Regions from separate parts of the Astyanax mexicanus genome. Here region 1 is linked to region 2. A link is a contact called in public Hi-C data. All regions are on one chromosome and are shown on one strand. Each heading gives the region's core, a stretch centred on a gene start, on an enhancer-like site or on the middle of the called end of the contact. The rest is flanking DNA. Distances are from core to core; before and after follow the strand shown. Region 1 has its middle 24 kb from the start of timm8b. Region 2 holds the start of adamts8a (ADAM metallopeptidase with thrombospondin type 1 motif, 8a).

Evidence for each region. A called contact is a pair of places that touch in the nucleus more often than the background predicts.
Region 1: a contact with region 2 is called in a Hi-C map of muscle, with 14 times the contacts expected there. The contact joins the enhancer-like site here to the promoter of adamts8a in region 2. A contact is called at or near these places in 2 of 3 Hi-C or Micro-C datasets (both in muscle).

What each region holds. Positions count from the first base shown.
Region 1 is chr1:16,149,281-16,153,082 of AstMex3_surface, forward strand. No RefSeq gene overlaps it. Among protein-coding and RNA genes, the nearest start is that of timm8b, 24 kb to the right of the region's middle. Within about 2 kb of position 1,466, the one cell type or tissue checked has an H3K27ac peak away from gene starts, as active enhancers do.
Region 2 is chr1:16,062,080-16,065,993 of AstMex3_surface, forward strand. adamts8a (ADAM metallopeptidase with thrombospondin type 1 motif, 8a) reads left to right here and starts at 2,470. Exons shown (of 9, transcript XM_007260489.4): 1 at 2,470-3,385. The coding sequence starts at 2,756.

The sequences.
Region 1 (3,802 bases), core at 216-2,715, 86 kb after region 2:
GTGAAATTATATAATTTTTAAGTAGAAACATGAAAGTTACCATATAATTCCTTCAAATTCAGTGTTTTATCAGCATGGAATAGATTAGCTTTGATCTGAGCACTATAAGTATCTCTGTAGTTATTTTTTTTATTTTTTTTTATAATAAGTATAAGTAAGTATAAGTATAAGTATTTCTAAGTCTTACTGGGTAGTTTTGCGGTCATTTTGGGATCATCTTAGTTTCCTCTCTGTACAGTGTACCATTAACTAGCTAGATGGGTATAAAAATGATCATTTTCATGATTTTCCTTTATAAATCATTGGTTATTCGGATCAGCAATTTCAGTTAAATATATCATATAGCAGAAGAACACAGAGATATTTGAGAAGTGAAATTAAGTTCATAGGATTTACAGAAAGTGTGCAATAATTCTTTAAACTAAATTATTCAGGTGTATAAATTTGGGCACAGTTATCAATTTATTGATATAAATACCTTTAGCACTAATTAATTACTGGAACACAACATTTGTTTGGTAAGCTCATTGACCCTTGACCTTCATACACAGGTGAATCCAATTATGCATCTTCTCTGAAGAGTAGCAACATGGGAGCCTCAAAACACAACCCAGCAAAGATTGTTCAACATCATGGTTTAGGGCAAGAATACAAAAAGCTATCTCAGAGATTTTAGCTGTCAGTTTCCATTGTGAGGAACAGAGTGAAGAAATGGAAGATCACAGGCACAGTTCTAGTTGAGGCCCCGAAATGCCAGACCAAGAAAAATCTCAGATAATCAGAGGAGAAGGATGGTGAGAACAGTCATAGTCAGCCCACAGACCTTTATATGATTTATAAAGGAAAGCTTTTTCAAACCACTGTAGAAGTGCAACAGTGTTCAAATCTTTTCACCAGACTTTTAACTGAATGTTACTAAAAATAGCCAACTATTACACTTAATGTGATTTCTTCACAAAGTGCACATGCTAATTTAAAACAATATGATATTATACAGGTCATTTGCATATTGACGTCATCTTCTAAAAAAAATAAATAATTGGCAACTTTACAGAATAAGGAAAAAAAATCTTAACTTTGAGAAAAAAGTCAGTGTAAAAATATTTTTTTCAAGGTTATTTAATATATAGTATGACATTTTGAAACAAAGTGATTTTTTATGACAATGTGAAAAAACAGCAAAAATTGCAATCGACTCAACTTCTTTTTTTTGTGACATATGTTAAAATAATATTAATCGTGTTTAAATAATGTAACATTATCATTTACAGTCCTGAATTATCATAAGTTAATGTTTAATAAAGCAGAGTGCGTGTCTAATGCTGTAAAACTCATAGCAGCACTTTCTGTCTTGGTCATTGGAGCGAGAGCAGGAAGGCTGAATGTCGTGACGGTCTGCGATCCAGCAGCTTTGACGTAAACCGCCCCGGCATCCTCCGTTCTTTCCAAGGAAAGTTTGTTACCATGGCAGCCAAACGCTGCTCTGGGACAACTCGTGGCCGGCGTCCCATCGTTCCTCACACACTGCTGGAAGAGCAGCGTGCATTCCTGACCGTCTCTCCAGCCAGAACTCGATAATCAGAGATACATCCTCATCCTCCTTCATCCAGACGCAGAAAAGTGATGAGTCATATAGGTGCCTTCACTGTAACGCTCTGAGGATTTCCTGATTAGCACTGTCCACAACGGCCTGTTTTTATATTTAAAATCCAATAACAAACCTGTAATAACCATCACAGACACCAGCAGCTCTGTGCAGCTTGACCCACCATAGTTGACTCTTTAAGATCAATATAGCTTTAACTGTTTAAATAGTTGCTTAAACTTTTTTTTAAAAATCAATATATTAACATTTTTTTTTTTACTCTGAAGGAACAGGTTATTGCATTTATAGAGAAATGCAAGCTTTCACTCCAGCATATCTTTTATATATTTTATACAGTTCTTTAATGTTTGTTTGGTGGTGGGTGGAGTTTTTGCAGTGTCTGCAGCAGTGATGGGAGTAACAGCGTTGAAATAAACGCCGTTACTTTTTTCAGTAACGAGTAATCTAACTAATTACTCTGACTGTAACTGTAACGCGTTACCATTTCAGACACCCCGTTACTGCACGTTACTGTAGCCGCTCAATGAGCTTTTTTTTTTTACTTCGTGCTTACAGACAAATTGGCACGTGTGTGTGTGTGAGTCACAAGGGAGGGGAGGATGAGACCAGGGTTTCTCTAGGGGTCCGCAGACTCATCCTCAGAGGGAGACAGTATTCTGCAGTGAGCACTTTAAATCAGGGGTCTCAAACTCGCGGCCTGTACGGCAATATTTTGTGGCCTCAACACTGGTCTGCAGTGATGCCTATTAAAGTTAAATCAGGGAAAACTTTGGAAAGTCATGAAATTTCAAGCATGACTATTTAGCTTTAGACTAAACAACTGTCTTGTTTTCATTCAGACATTTCTACACATGCTGAAAGTGTCCTGTCTCATTTATTTAATCTAATAACTATACTGTAATAACCACCATTGAAAAAAGAGAAAAAAGGAAAGGCCTCAGCAAGTGGTTGACATGGTGTTGCAGGTGGCTGTTAGAAAATTTCTATGTTATCTCAGAAGTTCTTGGTTAGCAGGCAAGGAATTAGCAGAAAAATAAATTTGCTAAATAATTAAAACTGAAAAAGTTTAATTAATACGTGGCTAAAGACTTTCTCTTTTAAATTTAGTGCAATCTGACTGTGTTTTTCTCTTTTTGTACAGGGACAAAATAATTTTATTTTAATGTTTTGGTTTTTTTTTTGTAATTTTTGTAAATAAAACATTTCCAGCGTGATTTAAACTGAGTATGCAGTCCAGCAAAAGCAATTCCAAATGAGACAGAGACCACTCATTTATAGACATATATAGACCTTTATAGAGCGGATACGAGTACTATAACACTGCATCACTGTAATGATCTGAACAATATCTCAAAATGTCCTTGTTTTTCAGCTTTAGCCTCGACAAGTGTCTGTTTTCTGCTGTAAAACATTCAGATATTTTTATACATTCCATAAGTGTCCCATCCCATTTCTTTAATCTAATCACCATGCTGTAATAACCACCATTGACGCCACCTCTGTGCAGCGAGACTCACCAATGTGGCAACAGTCAGCGACCAAAAACCACGTCCAGCCATCTAAAAGGGGGACAGGGGAGGGGAAGGAGGGGAGGGGGGGGCGTCCGGCCAGGGCCCTGGTCCTGGTCCTTCCCATCATAAATAAGAAAAATGTTTGAAGAAGCAGAAAAGGCCTCAGCAAAGCCACCAGGATGAGAGAGGCTAATGACACTAGCATGTGTGCGCTTCCTCTCTGGCCTCCGAAAGCCACCGCGATGGCTTTCACAGACCCTGTGCAAGACCCTAATCCTCAGTCCACCCTCCGCCTGTCTGTCCTTCACATCAACATCAGCCCAGCAGGCTTTCCTCCAGCCACTTTTCGCACATTTTCACAGCCATGATTCCATCTGCCACTGAAAACACCAAAATTAGCGCTAACATTCGGCCAGCGGGTAAACAGCTCAGGTCGGTTTTATTTAGAAAGTGTTTTTTTACGACGCTGTCACAAAGCAGCTTTCCAGAGATGTGTAAAAGGTCTTTCGTGGCCGTAAGAAAGAAAATAACACCATAATACTAGAAAGAAAAAAAAACACAGCAAGGAAAGAGGAGACGGCTGGATTAAGCCTGTCGCCATCAGGATCATAGGTCAAATCAGGGACACAGGAAGTGGGACTCCGGCACCCAGTGATTTCAGGATTAATGAGCTGCATCTGCAACA
Region 2 (3,914 bases), core at 1,220-3,719:
ATAATAAGCACCTGCTTTAATTTAATGGAGCATTTTATTTTTAATGTATTAATGTATTTATTTTTATTAATATTTGTTATTTTTATCTCAATATAAATACATAATGTCCCATGACATGTTATCTACACAGGGATTTATGACTTCAACATAATAGAGTAGAGTGAGAGAAGGTTTGGAAATGTGTTTTCGTCCAACTCAAGACACCAAAACTGGTAGAGAAGCGCCACCCACTGCTTGATCTTGAAACTGCAACTCAACTCTCTAAATCATTTAAAGTACAGAGAGTCTAAAGTTCACCCAAACACTGTAGCAGCACTGTGGTACATTAACACTATATGGAAAAGGTACTGGAACACCTGTTTATTCGTTGTTTTTTTTTCCCAAAATCAAGAGTATGCTGGAGTTATTGCCTCCAATTAGATTTTCGTTCACATTGCTGTGAGGATTTGATTGCAACTTAGTTTATGTTTATCTTTATCTGCCGCTTATTCTTATTCTACTGGCATCACATTTCATGTCTTGAATGTATATTGTAATCTATCAGTTGTTATTTACATTGTTTCAGAATGTCATGATGGCTCAGCCAATCGACATGCTCCAAATGACTTTACATCGATTTCCATTTAAAGTTTTTTTCTTTTTTCTTTTGCAAAGTTTTATAGAGGTGCAGTACATAGATATGCATGAGGGAGTGGATACATTCACTTTTGTCTATAAGCACATATATGTACATAAGCAACTTTTATTGTTTAATTACTAAAGACAGTGTTTTATATAGAACTATCAATGCTCAAAAAAATTTACATTCTGAGAAGTTTCTTCAGACTAAAGCAGAAATAAGAGTTTGTTTACAAATTTTACTTTCTAATATTTCTTATTTTCCTATATAGTCGCTGTCCTTTGAAAAACCCTAATCTCCATTTTTGTCGATTTTTAGTTTACTACATAATTTAAACTAACAAAGTGTCCTTTACACTGTGCCAAAAATTTTTGATGAACGGACCAATAGAAACACTTCAAAATGACCTGAAATAAACTCTTTTTACACTGACTTCCATTGAAAGTTTACAAGGTTTTTTCTCTCTCCTGTAAAATTGCTGTTTTGGACATAAGTGTTTTTCAATGAACAGCAACGATATTTACTTTTAGGTTTTGAGGTTGGTAGCTCTGATGGACTTATTCTGTGGAACAGAGGTAACTCTTGGTCTTTCTTTCCAACCCAGTCTCTTTTTTTCCATGCCGGGACCAGTCCTGATGAGAGCCAGTTTCATCATAACATGTTTGATGGTCTTTGCAGTGACTGCACTTGAGGATACTTTCAAAGTTCTTGAAATGTATCATATTGGCTGACCTTCATTTCTTAAAATCATTTTTCTTTACTTAGGTAAGTAGTTCTTGCCATAATATGGATTAAACCATTACTCAAATAGAGCTATTCACTGAATACCAACTCTACCTCTACACAACACATACAGCTCTGTAAAAAAAATAAGAGACCTCTTAAAACGTGTCTTTTAGATTTTAGCAAATTGAAAACCTCTGGAATATAATCAGGAGGAAGGTGGATGATCACAAGCCATCAAATCAAGATGAACTGCTTTATTTTTTTTTTGCACCAGGAGTGGCATACAGTTGTCCAAAAGCAGTGTGTAAGACTGGTGGAGGAGAACATGCAAAGATGCACGAAATCTGATTAATTTCCAGGGTTATTTCATCAAACATTGATTTCTGAACTTTATGAATATGAACTTGTTTTCTTTGCATTATTTGAGGTCTGAAAGCTCTGCATCTTTTTTGTTATTTTAGCCATTTTTCATTTTCTGCAAATAAATGCTCTAAATGACAATGTTGTATTTGGAATTTGGGAGAGATGTTGTCTGTAGTTATGTAGAATATAGAATAAAACAAGTTCATTTTGCTCAAGCATGTACCTATAAATAGCAATATCAGAGAAACTGATTCAGAAACTGAAGTGGTGTCTTATTTTTTTCCAGAGCTGTATATTTTACTTCCATATGTTTAGAACTTTCAGAAGTTCATAGTATGTTGTATTGCAAATTTGTTGAAACTTGAAAACGTTGGTCATCCAACGTGGTTCTACAGGGAATATTATCTACCAGATACAATTTTGTCACCTAATAAATAAAAAAAGAAACAAGACTAAAGAGCAAAGAATTAAAATATCTCTATTTCAAGTAATACTGTACACACTGTGTACACCCAGTGTAATCTAGACTTTCCTGGACCACTACATCTACATCTCATCTGTATTTAGGATTTCGGCAAACTCCGCCCACCTGCGCAGCACTTGAGACTTTACAGGCCAATCCCGGCGCGGGAGGGGCGTGGCCTGAGGCAGCCTGTTGGCTGTACTCGTGTTCGGGGAAGGGGGCGTGGCGGGGAAGTCGCGGGACCGTTGGCGTTCCCCGGCACGAGCGAGGAGGGGGAGTGAACATCATCCAAAATAAAAAACCGCGCGGTGCGCTCTGAGCGGGGCGCGCGCGCACGTTCGAGCGGAATCACGAGCGTATAAATAGCGGCGCGGGACACGCTGGAGCTATCAACGCCGGGATAGAGGCAGGGGAGCTGCAGCTTTGCGGGTCTTTACTGCTGATGGACACAACGGTAGAAGTGTAGAACTGTGTCCTTTGGGTTACTGAAGGCAAATAAACTGAGATTAAAAAAAGAAAAAAATCACTGAAAACTATTATTTGTCAGAAAAAGTTTTGTACGTTTTTTTATCAATCTTTCTACCATGGCTCCTCAAGTTCATTCAGTCCTGGCCGTCCTCCTGGTGGTCCTGCTGGTAAAATCTGTGAGGTGTGATCTGGAAGAGTCAGAGGAGACGGTACCGGTTCGGTTGAGCCCCGGTAGACTCGGCGGTGTTGGTGGTAGGCAGGTGTTCAGACTCTCCGCGTACGGCCAGGTATTCACGCTCGACCTGAAGCCGGACAGCAGCTTCGTATCCCCGGCTTTACGCATCCAGCGCATCAGCGCTAAGCAACTCTCCGAGCCCCAAGCGCGCGCAGGAGAGGAGCTGAAGCGTTGCTTCTACTCGGGCACGGTGAACCGAGACCCGGACTCCGTGGTCTCCCTCAGCCTGTGCAGCGGCATCCGAGGAACCTTCATCTCCAGAGGGGACGAGTACTTCATCCAGCCCGCCGAGACCGGGAACAGAGGGTCCTCCTCTCAGCCTCACCTGCTCAGAAGAAGAGTGCTCCCCTCCACCAGCAAGAGCGAACTTCACCAGCGGCCAGGTGATGAGCAGCAGGCGAGGGATGACCGGAAACAGCGGGACAAACGATTCGTCTCATCCCCGAGATACATCGAGACGCTGGTGGTGGCGGACTACTCCATGACTCAATTCTATGGAGAGGAGATTAAGGTAAAAAAAAAAAAACACCTACTGTATAGCTAACAGTGCTTAAAGAGAAGGTTAAATAAACCTTTACACCAAAGACCATATTCCCAAACAAGGATTAAGCCTAGTCCTGGACTAAATGTCAATTCAATGATGTCAATGATGTGTGGTCCAAGACTAGGCTTAATTCTTGTCTAGGTAACTGTCTATAAAAACAATTAAACCTCTTGTTTGGATTACGCAGCAATGTGGATTGACATTCTACATTATATTTCCTTTCAATAGGAAATCTCAATTCAAAATGCTGTTTAGTCCCAGACTAGTCTTAAATTCTGTTTAGGAAACTTGCTATTAAAAGAGTTGAGTCTAGTCATGGACTGTACAGAAGTGTGGATGGAGATTCTCCCTTAAAAGAGACATGGTGTTGGGTTCAATGGGAAATCTCAATTTAAAATGCTGTTTAGTCCAAGACTAGGCTTAATTCTTGTCTAGGTAACTGCCCATTAAAAAAGTTAAACCTCGTCTTTGGACTATGCAGCATGCTGGATAGACA